Regions from separate parts of the Rattus norvegicus genome. Here region 2 is linked to region 1. Evidence: chromatin contacts called from public Hi-C data. All regions are on one chromosome and are shown on one strand. Each heading gives the region's core, a stretch centred on a gene start, on an enhancer-like site or on the middle of the called end of the contact. The rest is flanking DNA. Distances are from core to core; before and after follow the strand shown. Region 1 holds the start of Rreb1 (ras responsive element binding protein 1). Region 2 overlaps Tpi1l2 (triosephosphate isomerase 1 like 2).

Region 1 (7,882 bases), core at 2,209-4,708:
GTGTGTGTGCGTGCGTGTGTGCGTGTGTGCGTGTGTGTGTGTGTGTGTGTGTGTGTGTGTCTTCACATATGTACAGGCATGAATGCATATGCTTCGGTGCAAAGACTTTGATGCACAGGTGGAGGCCAGAGGATAATTTTGTGGAGTGGTTCTCTCCCTCCACTGTGGAGGTTCTGATCCATCTCAACAACCTTCAAATTCTTATTTACCTTCTAAACTATTATGATTAATCCTGCAATACATATATTTTCATTTTTTAGTATATGATTTAGTAACATTGCTGGATCCTATGGTCACTATGTTTTTTTTAAAGATTTTATTTATTATATATAAGTACACTGTTGCTGTCTTCATACAACAGAAGAGGGCATCGGATCCCATTACAGGTGGTTGTGAGCCACCATGTGGTTGCTGGGATTTGAACTTTGGACCTCTGGAAGAGCAGTTCATGCTCTTAACCACTGAGCCATCTCTCCAGCCCCATCACTATGTTTTAATGAGCTGCCATGATAGTTTTCATAATGGCTGCACCATTTTCCGTTCTCCAACTTCCTCGCCAACATTTACTTATTGGACGACTTTTTGGTTAGTGCCATTTTAGTGGCTGTGAAATAGCATCTCATCGTGGGTGATAACCCTAGTCTTCCTTTTTTATTAGGTGTTTGGTAAATATTTGTTGTATAAAGAATATTAACATTTGAACAAACCTTTGAACAGGAGCTTTGACTTGCAAGTTTATTAATTAGCTGGGAATGAGCAATCATTAGACGCTAATTCTTTTTAATAGCTTATTGTGTTTTGCTTTGGTTTGAGATAGGTTCTTACAATATAGCCCAGGCTGGCCTGGAACTCATGGAGTATTGGGATTACAGGCATGAGCTACTAAGCCCCAATTAGAATAATAATAATAAAAATCTCAAGGTGACTTTCTTCTATTGCCAGAATTATCTATAGTATAAAAATGGTGGCGACTTACCATGAGAATCCATGGCACTTTGGACATCTGAAAGTATTTTACAGAATAAACTAAATGGCAAGTAAAACTCCAACTTTGATATTGTTGCTGTTCCTGGTCCAGCTTGATGTCCTAAACTTATAATCCCAGCACCTGGGCAGTGAAGACAGAAGGATGAGTCTAGCTAGCCTGGTCTACAAGAGCCAGTGTCAGACAAAATACCATGAAACAAACACCAAGAGACAAGTAAGCAGGTAGCATTTTCAGAGTGCCCATTCTGACCCTCCTGTTTGGACAGCTTATACATTGGAAGCCCAAGAGTAAGAATTTCTGGTATGGCCATGTAAACTATTGTTTTAAAACCAGCCCATCACCTCCTCAGCAGACAAGTCCTCAGGACAATGTTTGATAACATTTGAGAGACAGGATCGAGGTGGTAGGAGGCATAGAGGAGTGGAGCTAGCTGCTGGGTGTGGCGCACACACCTTTAATCCTTTTTTTTAACACCTGGGAGGCAGAAGCAGGTAGATTTCTGTGAGTTCTGGGCCAGCCTAGTCTACGTGAGTTCCAGGATAGCCAGAGCTACAGAGTGAGATCCTGTCTCAAAAAACAAAACCAAAAAGAAAAAGAAAAGAAAAAAGAAAGAAAGGCGGTAATGCTAAGGCTGGTGGCGTACTTGCTAGCAAATAACAAACAGGGAACAATGATTCTAGGGTCATACGCTCAAGGTCATCCTCAGCTAATGAGTTCAAGGCCAGCCTGGATACTTTGGGGGGGGGAGGAGAGGGGGGGGGAATGCCACTGCTAAAAATTTCACCAGATAGAGTTTTGCTCAGTAAACAGGAGACCCTGGGAAAAGTAACAGGTTCTGAAAACTTATTTTTGATGACTGGAAGTCAAACAGTTCCCTCCCAGCCTGTGGTTTAGCCTACTTATCTCAAGTCAGGGGTAATGGTCCAACTGCTTTTCTTTAGTTCTAGAAAATTCTCTCTTGGCTAGGCTTCATTTGTTCATTCAATCCCCAGATAGACACTTCTGTTGTCAGTCCCCAAACTAGAATACATTAGAAGGAAGGTTTCAAATTAAAGCCCATAATGAGCTTTACAACTGTAGGGTGTTCAGGCATTCCAAGAGGAGACCGTGGGGTGGAGCCAGGGCAAAGGTCATAGCAAATAGCGTGTAGCAAGCTTTCTGCATGTATAACATCAACTAAGTAGTCTCGAATGCGTAATTCTACAGTCCTATTTTCTGTGCTTTTATCTTCAGAATTGGTGTGTGTGTGTGTGTGTGTGTGTGTGTGTGTGTGTGTGTGTGTGTGTGTGTGTGTGTGTAGGTAACTATTCAAAAGATGTATCCAAAACTGAGAACAAGTCCCTTTTGGAACCTAAGTAGAAACCGGCTTACTGGTTGGAAACATGTCAGCTGCTTTATGGAGGAAGCACAGCTGAGGCCTGGTTTCCCTGGGCTCTGTGATAACTTGGGCCAAGGCACCGTGCTGGCTTCAGGAGCCCCGGGGATGGAGAGAAATTCGCAGGAGGACCCGCGCTTTTCACAGTTGAAACAGGAGCCCTCTGAGAGAAAGAGATATTGCATGTGGCTTCCCTGACGCCTTGAAGGGAGACGTGGATGACACAGCACCAGCCATTCCGTCGCGGGGTGGGGACAAGGTGGCGGTAGACGCCATCCTTAGGCCCCTCGCGGGCAGGCAGCCTCTGCTGAAGCATCATGTGTAGAGTGGGAGAGAAGGCAACGTGATAAAAGTCTAGGGCCCTTAGGTTTGTTAGAAGAGAAGCACACTCCTAAGTCGCTGCGCTGGTGGGAAGGACCAACTTGGGAAAGAAACTGCAAGAGGTTGGGGGCGGGGTGAAGCGCCTGCTCTTTAATCTCCGGCCCCATCCTCTACTCGCCCCACCTGGATGCAGGGCGAGGACCGCGTACAGAAGGAACTGTGCGGTTGAGACACCGCTTTCAGATTCAGGGGAGCGGCGCTTGATCTGGGGTCCACCGTCACCACACCACCCTCTCTCGGGCCTCCCAGGCGTCCCCCCAAGCTCCTCTCCGCATCTCTGCCTCTGTTAAAATAGTGAAACAAACCCTGTTGTAAAGTGATGGAAAGCCGCGGGCTGAGAGCCACTGGCCGTGAGGGGCTGGAGAGGAGGGGGCGCGGTGGCTGGAGATAGTGGCCACCAGTGAGCGCTGGGTGGGTTGGAATTGCGCTCAGCTGTAGCGGCCGAGACCCTTCCCCTCCGGCTGCCGGGCCCGCCCCTGGCCCCGGGCGCCTTAGGAGGGCGTGGGGCAAACTTGGGGCTGCTGTAGGGGGTGAGGTGAGGACTCCACCTCCACTCATCCCAGGATAGTGGCAACTGCGGTTGCCTAGTTAAAACTGGGGTGGGGGTGACGACAGAGACAGCCGGGTACCGCGGTCCTCTCGACTCCCCCAGCTCGTTCTGCCGCGGCTGCTGCGGCAGCTCTGTAACACGTCCCTAGGAGACTCGCAGGAGCAACACGTGATGTGTCTACTTATCAGGGTGAGAGGGGGAGAGCGAGTCTCCGAGCGTGCGGGTGAGGAAGCGGGGCGGGGGGCCGAGGCGGGGGCCGGGAAGACGGCTAGGGCAACGGGGTCGCCAGCTCCTCGCCCACCTCCCTCCCTATGGGAGAAGAGGAGGAGGGGAAGTGACTGCGGAGTTGATGAACTTTGCACATCCAGAAACGCCATTTTGATTCCTTTTCCGGAACAAGTTTGCATGTCTCCTCGTTCTCAGCCCGAAGCCCACCGGTCCCCACCGCATCATGCCTGGGAGCCCAGCACCCTGCCGGGCCGTAAGTACGCGTCCCGGGTCCCCGCTTGCGGTACTCTGGTGGCTGCGAGATGCCCGGAGCATTGCCGGAGCGACCTTTTAAAGAACTTTTTGGGGATGGGGAGGGTGAAGTGTGCAGAGCGCGGTGTACTTCTGAAACTCGGCGTTTGGCAGAAAGGACCCGCGCACCCCACGCCTGGCAGCATGCGCTCGGTTGGGGCTGTGGGGTAGGGGAGCCGGGATGAGCTGGGCAGCCCTCTCCCCTCCGGCTGCGCGCCCGGCCGCTCCTCCTCCTCCTCCTCCCCTTCCTCCGCTCCTTTCCCCTTCCCGAGCTGCCGGCTCTGCCAACCAGCTCCTAGCGCGAGCCGCCGCTGCGCCCCGCCAGCAGGACCTGATGCGCATCCATATTAGCCGTCCGAGCGCAGGAATCCGGCCCGACCCGCGCCGCCGAGTTTATTTTTAACCAGCCCTGCCGGGACTCGGATGGTACGCGCACCGCGGGCCAGAAACATCTTCCCAGCGCTGCTCTCCATCTTCCGCCCTCTCTCCCCCGACATCCTCCCCCCCATGTGGGAGGGGAAACTTTTCTCCTACATACTTTCTAGTCCCTCTCGGGTCGGGAAGCACGGAGATGACCGAGCCAGTCCGCCGCCGCAAGGTATCCGGGGGTGCCCACCCGGGGTGCAGGCACGGGGGCCGTGCGTTCGGGGCTGCTCGGTGGGAGCATCCGCCGCGCCCTGCTCTGCGGACTTTGATCCTCCCGGGCGGACGGCGCCGGCCGGGAGGGGCGGCAGGCAGCCCCGCGCCCTCTGCGGGCTCCCGGCTGGCGGCGGGGCTCTGAGCGACCACCGTCGCTGGGGAGGAGGGGAAGCGGCGACCCGGGCCGCGCCGACGCGTATTGTTGGTGACTCTGAGGCTGGCTGGGTACGAGCTTTGGGGGAGCCCCCGGCGTGGGGCGAGCCTGCATCGCGGAGGGGGGGCTCGCGCCCGGCGCCGTCACGAGCACAGGAAGGAGGCCGGGAGCATCCGAGGCGGGGCCGGCGCCCGCCCCACCGCCCAGCTGTGGAGCGCGCTCGGAAACTTTTGTCCGCCACCCGCTGGACCAATTTTTCTGGAGTTCTGGGGCTTCGCTTTTTCCTCACACCTCGGCCTGCACAGCCAAACGAGGAGGGTGGGGGAAGCCGGTGTCCCCCGGGGGAAGCACCGACGCCTACGAGAGGCACGGGCCCCCCATCAGGCCCAACTCCCCGCGCCCCCTCCCCGTTCGCGGTCTCTTAGGAAACTGCGACCTTAATGGTTGCTAAGGAGCAGGGGAGGTCCTTCCCGTCGCCGGCCCCCTCCCCGGGAGGCGGTGTGTTTTCTGTACAGGGCCAGGGTCGCATCGAGGATGTGACTCGCTCTCTGGCCCCGGGTGAGTGCGGGGCGCGGCGACGGTACCCGCGGGCAGCCGGCCGAGGTCTAGGGGACTGGGGACCCCACTGGGCTCCGGCTCCACCGCTTGACAGGCGCCGCGTGTTGCTAGCTGCCCTCGTCCGCGGTGCATCCGTGATGGGTTATAAAAGAGGAGGAAAGTTATTTTTCCTTGCTCAGCAGATTTGCCCTCCCTCGCTCCTTACTGGTTAAGAGATAGAACGTGAGCCCAGATCCGGACGAGCAGTTCACATTCCATTACGAAATTCTACACGGCTTCAGAGCCAGCAGCAGCACACATTCGGGGCATTTCGGAGATGATTTTCTTCTTTGGGGGATGCTGGTAGTGGTGGTGGTAGACACCGATACGGGGGTGTATAAAAAGCAACTTTTGTCGGGGTGTCGAAAACCTTACCCTCGGGTTTCCATCATTAGACTACGCAACACTCGGTCTTGTTTTAGAGTTTAGAGCTAAGCATATCCTTGTTAAAGCCTATGGGAAAAAAGTTTGTTGAATAAAGATGTTGGAAGTTGGCAAAGTATTTTTGCAAATGATTCTGCAAAGGCTTGTTGCTTGTGCATCCCCCTGGTTGTGAGATTGCATTTTGAGATAATATGGTGGTCTGTGTCTGCGTGTGAGTTGTTGTGCAATAGTTAATTGGAGTGGAAGGTGGAGAAATGCGAACAGCCACGAAAAGAATGTGTTGATGTCTTCTAACATCCTCTAGGTTTGATGCTTTCTTGAGTAGGCAGGTATAGTTTGTAATTTAACCCGGAAGTCTGGGTTGGAGTCTAAAGTCTTGGTTAAAACTCTTAAGAAAATTCTGTAAACTCTTACAGAATCCATGGCGTTTTTGTGGCAAGAGTTTAGTATACTCTTCAAACACGTGCAAGGGTGGACTCGTTTAGAGGTTTAGAGTTGCTTTTTTATTTGTTTTGTTTTTACCTCTGCCCATTGGGTTATCTGCTGATGGGTCTTGCTTTGATGTATTTGGTTACACTGAATTAAACATCTGAATGGCTCTAATCAAGTTTTAAATGTGTGAAGAAAAAAAAAACCTTCCCTAATTTTCACGGGAGAGAGGGAGAAGAGGAGTACTTTGATTTAATTGTTTCTTTCTCCACTTTGGGTTAATTAACTTGCACCGTCTCAGTCTTACAAAGTGTTTTTAAGGTAAGATGGCTGTCTTCTCAGCACGTTTTGTTTTTAAGAAACGCTTTCCTCACTAAGAAATGCCGCTGATGCCCAGTGGTACATGGAATATTATTCTCGGCCGTTTCCCTGGATACCATTTTATTTCTCATCAGAAACTCAAGACAGTGTAACCCTTACCGTGGACGTGATGGGAGTCATTTGTCTGACTCAGCTGGTACAGGTGCTGCATCCATTCCTAACCATTTACATCATCGAGCAAGTGACCTTTTCATGGAAGGGGCCTATACTTTAGATTTATTGGGGGGGGGGGAGTCTGAGAGAGCTTATTTGCATCCAGTACAGGTAGGAAGGAGGGAAGTGAAGCCAAAGTGTTATTAGTTCTCATCTGATCAACAGCTGTTTATTGCATCTGCTCCTAAGTCAGGCACCAGCTAGCAGCTGTTAACAAACGTCTGGGTTGTTTGTTGTTGCTTGTTTGTTTGTTTGTTCACTTCTCTGTTTTGAACTGCTGCTGTCCTGGTTCACTTCCCCGGGTGAGTTTTGAAGCCTTCCTTGCTATTGTGTGCTCACTGGCTAACATCACTTAACAGCTTCAGCTCAGTAAATTTCCTGGTTAATGAAGTTGAAAAAAAATTTCTGTCCTCTTAGAGTTTTGCATGGCACAGTTAATATAAACTTTAACAAAAATTGGCCAACCGGTCTCTCTAGAAGCAGTTGGAAGTGGGTTCTTTTGATGTTTCTATTCATTATCCTTCTGAAAAGTAGGTGGTGCTTAGAAGGTCAGGATAAGGGTTGCTAAGCAGCTAAACAGAAGGATGCTAAAATTAACTGAAGCTTTTTTGAAAGGGAGCCCTTCCCTGTTTTACATTATTTACTAGGTTTAATTAATTTCTGAGTCTTCCATGATCTTTGATCTAGGAAGGTAGGATGTTAACGTTGGCTTTTGTTTTTGTTATTATATTCAAATAATCTTTCTTTTGTAAGTGTCTTTAATTGAAGTTCAGTATTCTCTCAGTATTCTCTTGACTCTGTGCTGTGGTGTCAAATGGCAGCTTGTCTGAGATGACTTTCTTGTCTAAGAGGTTGAACTTCCCCTCTTGTTACTCATGTATAACCTCACCTGCTTTTGCACTAATGACAGATTTTTCTGTTTTGGAAATTCTACGTAATCCACAAAGTGATGTTTTTACCATTGTGTTTTATTAAACATATTTGCATTCAAAAGATAGAAGTGCAATGTAGTATCAACAGTAACGACAATATAGTCCCTCCTGAAGAGAGGACAATAGCTCTCTTTCCTCCAAGATAAGATTGTGGATGTGCCTGTTCCTGGTCCTCGTTACCCTGCTTCTCTGTCTCTGTCTGTTCAACCTAGCTCATAGATAACCTTTAAAGCACTCTAGGTCTAGAATATATTTGCAAGGACTAAACAGATGTTAGAAGGCAAAAGTATTATAGCTTGTGTGTTGTCTTAAGTGTGTTTCAAGGTTTTTGAGGTTTTTCATGGAGATGATAGATGCAAGTGGGGTTGAACTGGTGGCTGGAAACTATCGCTTCTGTTGA
Region 2 (7,882 bases), core at 1,991-4,490, 380 kb before region 1:
GCAGCGGACCCCACACCTGGGAACACTGACCCCTTCTATTCGTTGGCTGACTCCAAAGGGTATTTATGTGGAGCCTAAAGTTCAAAGCAAAGACAAGCATAGCTGCAACTGGAGTCACATGGCTTGGTGAAGTCTTTCGGCCTGGAGATATCAGTAATGGAATCAGATGTATTTTAGGATAGAAGCCTGTCTTCCACGTCCTGTCCTCAAAGAGGCCCTTGGAAAGAGCAATCAGGGAGACCCCACACAGCAAGAAATGCAGTCCCTTCTCCCGAGTAAGCTTAAACTTCGGACTAGCAGGATGTCCTACTGTAATCAAGAGCGGATCTGGGCGTGGTGGCCCAATGCCTTTAATTCCAGTAATGGGGAGACAGAGGCAGGTGGATCTCTGTGAGTCTGAAGCCCAGAGTTCCAAGACAGCCAGGTCTACAATAATAATAATAATAATAATAATAATAATAATAATAATAATAATAATAAACCTTCCCTCAAAAAGCAAACAAACAAACTTGCAGATTTGGATTGGTTGATCCCTTGACACCTCAGAGTCAAAGCTAACAAATTCGACTCTATGTCCGTTGAGCTCTGTATTCCAAACAGACTGCGAGTTTTTCCATGTGTTCTTAAAATACCCTTTTCATCAAGACAGAGGATCCACAAAAGTATGTGGCTTTCCAGAATTAATAACGTTTGTCGTGCTTTAATCTGAGTGAGAATTGTGCTAGACACCACAGACACAAAAGAGCACAAGCCATCGGTGTCGGATTTGAGATGGGGGTAAGAGCCCATCCAACGGTTCTGTGCTGTCTTTCCCAAGTGACGTTATGCTATGGGAACCAGAAGAACCATAATTCCTTTGAGGTGCTTATTTACTGGTATTTTTCAGCCACCCTGCAAAGCCAAGGTTCTCCTTCTCTTGGGCTTCTCTTTGACCTGTTCTTCATTAACCAGGATGCCTGTGGAATGACAGAAGAGACTCCTGGGTCGTTCTGTCCCAACCGTCTATTCCAAAGCCACCAAATTACAACTGAATTATCAATCAGGCAATCTTCCTTTCTGCTTGTTGTCATTCTAGAATCTGACTTCAATTAAAGGGTCATTATCATAAAGAATTCCCTTAGCTGCACCCTATAGATCCTAGTGAAAGAACTGTAAAAGAAGCTCATCTGGAAAAAAGTGACACATCACAGGGAAGACGAAGGCCCTGGGCCGCCTCCTGGCTTTTGTTTGCAATTCTGATCAGAATAAGCAAGGAGTCTTTGTGAATGTGGATTTCCTAGTCCATTTCGAATGCTGTATCCTACAAGTCTCAGAGATGCTCACCATCAGGCAGAATGGGGGAAGGAGAGGCCAAGCTGCAGGGCCATGGATGAGCAGCACAGAGAGCCCATCTCCCCTTCCAGAACTACTGATCATTAAGCCAGGCGTGCTGGCACACATCTTTGATCCTGGCACTTGGGAAGCTGAGGCAGGTGGATCTCTATGAGTTCAAGGCCAGGCTGGTTTAAAAGCTCCAAACCAGCCAAGAATACACAGTGAAACTCAGTCTCTGGAAAGTTAATTCATTAATTAACTAACTAATTATAACTGCCTGCTGAGGCTGGTAGATAAAGCTAGGACACCAGGTTTGGGCCCAGCCCGTAAGTGGAATCCATCTTGAAGTCCCTTAGCTCCTGGTAGTCCTTATACAAAGTCTGTGTGAAGAAACTCTCCCGTAGGGCTCAGCAGCTTTTATGACCACATACAACAGTCAGTTTACCCATTCTCTTCAGGCTTCCTTTAGCTCTTCACATTTCTGTGGCTTAGTTACGTGTCACCCAAAAGGCTTCTGTATTGGAGACCTGGTCCCAGGCTCAAGGTAATGCTTAGAAGTGGTAAAATTCTTAAAGAGGTGGAATCTGATAGGCAGTTAAGTCATCAGGTGAGGATATTAGGTTTTGGGTGTTTGGTTGGTTGGTTGGTTTTGCTCTGTGTGTGTGTGTGTGTGTGTGTGTGTGTGTGTGTGTGTGTGTGTGTGTGTGTGTGTGTTTTCCTGGTCACTAGGAAATGAGCAGCTTAGTCAGCGGCATGCTCGAGTTAGTTCAGCAAAACCAAGTGACAGTGGACTGGAATCGTGGACCAACATAAACTTCTACATGTTATAAATCCATCAGCTCAGGTGTTTTGTTATAGCAATGTAAAACCGACACACAAATGGTGGTAAGTGTCATGTGCTTGTAAGAGGCTCTAAGGACGTAGCCTTGGATCTGAGCAGTCACGTCTGAGAAAGCAAAATTCATGTCTGAGGGCAAACCTGGAACCTAGCTTAGCTTAGAAGTTTGACTTCTAGCTTAGCAGCTCAGGGCACTGAACTAGGTTCATGGTAGAGGGTTCTGCACAGCACTGACCAGGGTACCCTGTAAGATGAGAAAGGGAAAGTGCTAGGCTGAGATCCACACAGAGAGGAGATGGGCTCAAGAAGGAAGCAGGAAGTGAGCTGGCAGCTTGAGGGAGAAGCCAAGTTACTCAGATATGTTTTGTAATTTAGGAAAGAAAAGACTTAAGGTCCAATCCAAAAGACGATTTTTAATTGAAAAAAGAAAAAGCCATTAGCGAGGGGAAAAAAATGTACAGAGAAAGAATCAAGAGGGTCATCGTTCCAGAGGAGATGGTCAAGGAGGGTAGAGATCCAGCCATGGGAAGATGTTTATTTTCTAAGAGAGGAGAAGGAGGCAGACTGGGAAATGTGGAGAATGTCGAGGGTGGGGGCAGGAAATGCGGGAAGCCCACAACAGATGGCCTCAATCTTATAAGTGAGAAACAAGACAGCAGTTAGCTCGGTGCGGATGGGCGACTGGAGTGGAGGAGTCCTTAATGGCCTTGGGGGTCTGGGCTGGATCGTAGGCTAGCCACAGCTGTGCTTCTCAAGCCTGCCTGTAGATGCAATGACGAACAGTGCGGCAGTGCGGATCCCCAAACTTCTCCCTCCAGATGTGTATTCTGCAGAACCGGGGTGGAGAGAAATCTATGTCATCAGGATGGGTTCCGAGAACACATGCTATCAGGCTCTTGAGAGACTCGTGAGTGTGAGAACTGTTGTGCTCAGGAAGACCCAGAAACGGCTGGAAAACATGACCCCTGGGGACTCGCTTTGAATCCTTTTCTTGGCCAAACTCCTCCACCAGGAAGCTGTAGGGAAGAACCAGAGGTGGGGGTTAGCTGTGTGCCTGTGGGAGGAGTCTATCCAGGAGGGAGGAGTCTATCCAGGTCTGCCCAGGAAGGTGTGGTATATCCGGGAGGGAGTGGTCTAGCTAAGGCAGCAGAGCCTAGCAAATAGGGCGTGGTCTGGCCAGGAGGGTGGAACTGAGCCAGAAAGCAGACAACACCCTTTCCCGAGGAGGCAAGGTCTGGAAAGGGACAGCACAGAGAGGGAGTCCAGTCATGGGTGGTGTCTAGCCAGGAAGATGGAAATGAATCAAAATGTTGGGTGCAATTGGAGGACAGTCTCCCCAGAGTGGTATGGTCGGAAGCCTGGGACATTGCAGCATTCAACATGCTTGACCTTGGAACACCCATGGCAGAGACCAAAGACAAGAGTTCTGCTAGGCTATGAGGAGAGTCAAGACAGAAGCCAAGGAAGATGAAGAAGCAGGGAAGAGGTAGAATCTTGGAGTTGGGGGATGGGATGTGCAGGTAGTCGCCATCAACCTAAGAAGGGCATACTCCCAGGAAAACACTTCTTAGACCAATTGCATCTTGATAAGGTAGAAATTTAGTTTAGGGGGGAAATTAGATTAATATGGCAATAAACACATTCTACTGATTTGTAAGAAATGGAGGAAAAACTCATCACCACCAACACCAACAAAACTCGCAAAGATCTTCTGAAGCTGTTTCCTAAGATTCGTGTCCTTTTACGATGAGGCCAATTTAAGAAAACACAGCTGACGAGGCTTGTGGCTTAGTAAATGACTACCTGGCTTGATTCAGCGAACCTTTGGTGCACCTCCTCCCCAGCACCTCCGCCTTGTGGCCTCAAGAGGGCGCTGCTCCACTTCCTAAACTCCCCAAAGGCAAGTGATGCATTCGGGAGGCCTCACCCTCAGAGTTCCTGCAGACATTTAAAGGGGAACACTCACAGAAAGAAACAAAAATACAGTTTAACTCCTTAACCCCTTACACGCGGTCCCCAAGAAACAACGGTATCACCAACCAGAAGCTTGCCCACCACTACCCCGATTGGCTCCTGCTTGAAATTGTCAACATCTTAACAAGGCTCTCCTGGGACCTCTCTATACAAATCCACCTTGGAGGAGCAATGGCCTTGCCAACAAGGTGCTATTTCTTGATTGCCTGACCTTTCCTTGCCCCCAACAACTTGGGCACTGCCCCTATAGCAACCACCCCCAGAAACATTCTCTCAGACCTTCCCACAGCTCAAACTCAACATTTAGTCTGTCCCTTCCAAGTGAAAGGTGCTCTTTTTTTAAGAAGGTAGGGTTTTTTCTTAAGAAATGTATCAGTTATTTTTGCTGTGACTTTAGTGACTTTTCTCACCGTGACTGTGACAAAGTATCTGACCTTACAGAGTCTCCTTAAAGGAGGAGAGGTTTGTTTTGGCTCTTCTTCAGAAGACAGTCCATTTCCACAAGGAAGGTGTGGCAGGAGCTCAAGGTAGCAGATAACCTTGGATGAGGTACAGAGGGGCAGGCCTAAGACAGAACTGAGCTGCAATTCTCCAGGCCCGTCCATCCCTCCTGCTCCATCCCCTACCCGGATCTTAATTTTCAAAGGTTCTTCAGCTTCCTCCAACAGCTGTGGGCCAAGTGTTCAAACATAGGACCCTGTGGGGGCGGGTATGGGGTGTGTGTGGCATTACGCGCTTAAACTATAACAAATCCCCAAAACTAAATGCTTCAAAATGAAAAGCGTTTCTCCATCTTCTGGCTTCTGTGAGTCACCAGTCTAGGTGTGGTTTAGCGGGAGACCTCTGACAGAGGCTGCAGTCTGCATAGGTTTGGGGCTGTAGTCACAGCAGGGCAGTGGGACTGTACCAGAGGGCAGCTCCTTGTGAATTCCAGCTCGCTCACCAGGAAGTCAGCCGACATCAGGACACCACTGCCTCACTTCCCCATCACTGAGCTATGGATCACTGTTAGCCATTGTCCCTCAGAGCAAGAACTCTGCAAGGGCTGGGGAAGTGACCCGGAAGCCAGGCAAGAGAAGCAGGACATGCAATCTTGGAAGTACCCTCCCATCGGCTCTGACATATGCTCTTGGTTAGGTCTGAGTCATTAGGTACAACCCAGGCTTAAGGGGAGAGGAGAACACAAAATCCTAAGTACCAGGAATTGGGGCTCACAGGATCCTCTTCGGGGAGTGATCTCACAGCTAGCCATGCCTCAACAGAGCAATTGCATCTGCACACAAGCATGTCACCTCCTCTTGTAATGGGATGTTGATTCTCCTTGAGCAGTGGCTTTGCAAGTGACTGCACTTTAGAATCTCCAGGGAACTGAAAAGAAAAATGTCCAGGTCTCACCCAAGACCCTGGGACCAGGCGGATGTGGGTCATTTTCTAGGTTGTTTTTTTTTTGTTTGTTTGTTTGTTTGTTTTTTTGCTTGTTTGTTTGTTTCTTTCTTTCTTTTAAAATTTCCTGCCTGATTCTTCTGCAGAGTTGGGGTGAGATGAAAACCAAAACAAAACAACAGACCCCAAATGGGGGGGAGGGGACAATCCCAAATGATGAATAACCGTTGGGCCTGTGGTGATAGTCGCTGATGGAGGACCTGGCAGCTTAGATTTCTGGGAGAGACCAGCTGTGAGAAGGAAAATAAACCAGGGAGAGAGAGGTGGAGGGGATGGGGGAGGAAAGGAGGGAGGAAGAGAGGAGAGAGTGATTGGGCCTTAAGGAGTTCTGGGACAACTGGGGGATAAGCAGATAGAGAGTGACAAGAGATGATGAAGTTGTTACAATGGCCACCAAAGCAAGGCCACCAGAGAGTTCCGGTGCCAGGTGACACGTGCAAGAGAGACAAGGGGATAGGGATGGTAGGCAGAAAGGAAAAGAAATCGCGTGAGCTGGGTGTGTTGGGTCATGCACTTGTGAAGCTGAAGCAGGAGGATTGCTGAGTTCAAGGGCCACCTAGGCTCCAAAGTGAGCTCCCAGGTCCTTGAGACCCTGCATGACCACAAGCACAGGGTAACAACAAAATAGAAAGTTGATCTGGAGCCAGTCTGCACAGGCCACACGCTGTGATTCCAGACACATGATGTTCTGGGGAAGGCAAAACTATGGAGACAGGAAAAGATCCCTTATTGCCAGAGACTTAGGGAAAGCAGGGGAAGGACAGACTGCAATTTAATAGTGATGAATGTATATATCTTTTTTTCTTTTAATTTTTTATGCTGTGTGTGTATGTGTATGAGCTTAAAACTGCTCTAAAGGAAATAATTTAAAGAGATCGAAAGTTGAAAGGGAACTATGTTGACTTTTCCTCTTGTCAGCTACACCTGCTGGCTATAAAGAAACCCAACCAAGAAACACAGAAGACTCGGCGATAGAAATGCCCTTTATCCTTTATTCTGAAGTCATAGATGTAGAAGCTCGGATCGGGAGCCAGTCCTTTTTTTTTTTTTTTTACCTCATCACCAAATGCTTTCATTTCATAGATAAAGAAATTAGGGCCCAGAGAAGTCACGCAGGGAGAGGGGAAGAGTCGGTGCTAGAATTAGACCTCAGCTCTCCCAGTGTGAACCCAGGGCTTTAATCACAGACCTCATGTACACTGAACGTCTCTTTTTCCTAAAGTAAAAACTTGCCTTTGTGGAAGAATTTAGGTGCATGCGTATTTAAATGTGGCTGTGAGGCACCAGTAAGTAGATCAGGGGTTAATTCTCTCTGAAATCAGCAGGTTAGTGGGTTGATTACATTCACCAGAGATCAGCCTGAGCCACATCTACTTGGAGAAAGGAGGGGCTTGAGATGGACCATTAGTAGCCCCAGACTGAAGTGACTCTGTCCACAACAGTAAAGGTCTCCATTCTTTAGGCAAGACCAACCTTGACTTCCCCTCCCTACGCCTTGCCTGCCCAATCTGTGTCTTGGCCACAGTTCTTACTCCCAGGAACTGGGTCTCTCCCATCCTGTTGCTATGGCCACGAGCCTCACCCAAAGCATACCAACGCTGTAGTGTGCACAGATCTTTGGCCAGAGGCCAGGCAGATGCAGAGCAATTGGGGGTTGGGGTGAGGGAGTGTCCTGCTCTAAAAGCTATTGGTCCAAGACTGGTCAGGGGCCCCTTTCTCTCCCGTCAGCTTAGGTCTTTCAGGGCTGTCCACTTGGCTGCCCAGCTGTGAACGAGCAGTGGTTGCTAATTTCTCTCCCCTGCACCAACTTCTCAGAGTCTCTATCCCAAAACTTAAACAAAGAGCTAAACGAGGCTGTTCCCAGGGCTCCGGATACTGGCTGTTTACCAAATACTGAAAACTACCAGTTGCCACCAGTTCCAAACCTCTAAGCTCTTAAGAAAGCATGAAGAATGTTGTCCCTAGAGCTCCAGGCCTATTCCCGAGGCTCCAGCATGTTCTTCTCCATCCAGTGATCTAAAATGGCTCTCCCAGAGAGAAAGAAACCAAAGACAGAGGGAGCACAGATCACGCCAGCGGAGAACAGAGAGTCAATCTCTTATAAAACAAACACAGAAAGCCCTTCCCGGGTGTAGCACACCACAAAAGCGTAGTTCATCCCTGGACTGTTTGTTTTGGTCTGATGCTTGAGCTCACTCACTACAACTACAGAGAAGGGGGACTGTCAGGAGTGGTCCATGAACAGCAACACTCTCAACTAACATCTGTCCCTGGGGTAGACGGTCCGCTCTGTCTGTCGGCCCTAGTATTGTC

The links. A called contact is a pair of places that touch in the nucleus more often than the background predicts.
Region 2: a Hi-C map of kidney shows a contact between it and region 1, with 2.7 times the contacts expected there. The contact joins the enhancer-like site here to the promoter of Rreb1 in region 1. A contact is called at or near these places in 5 of 12 Hi-C or Micro-C datasets (hepatocytes, kidney, mammary epithelial cells and 1 more).

Annotation. Positions count from the first base shown.
Region 1 is chr17:27,203,637-27,211,518 of GRCr8, reverse strand. Rreb1 (ras responsive element binding protein 1) reads left to right here and starts at 3,458. Exons shown (of 12, transcript NM_001107348.2): 1 at 3,458-3,775.
Region 2 is chr17:27,578,574-27,586,455 of GRCr8, reverse strand. All of the region lies in intron 1 of Tpi1l2 (triosephosphate isomerase 1 like 2), which reads left to right. Among named protein-coding and RNA genes, the nearest start is that of Ly86, 110 kb to the left of the region's middle. Within about 2 kb of position 3,240, at least 29 of the 93 cell types and tissues checked have an H3K27ac peak or open chromatin away from gene starts, as enhancers often do.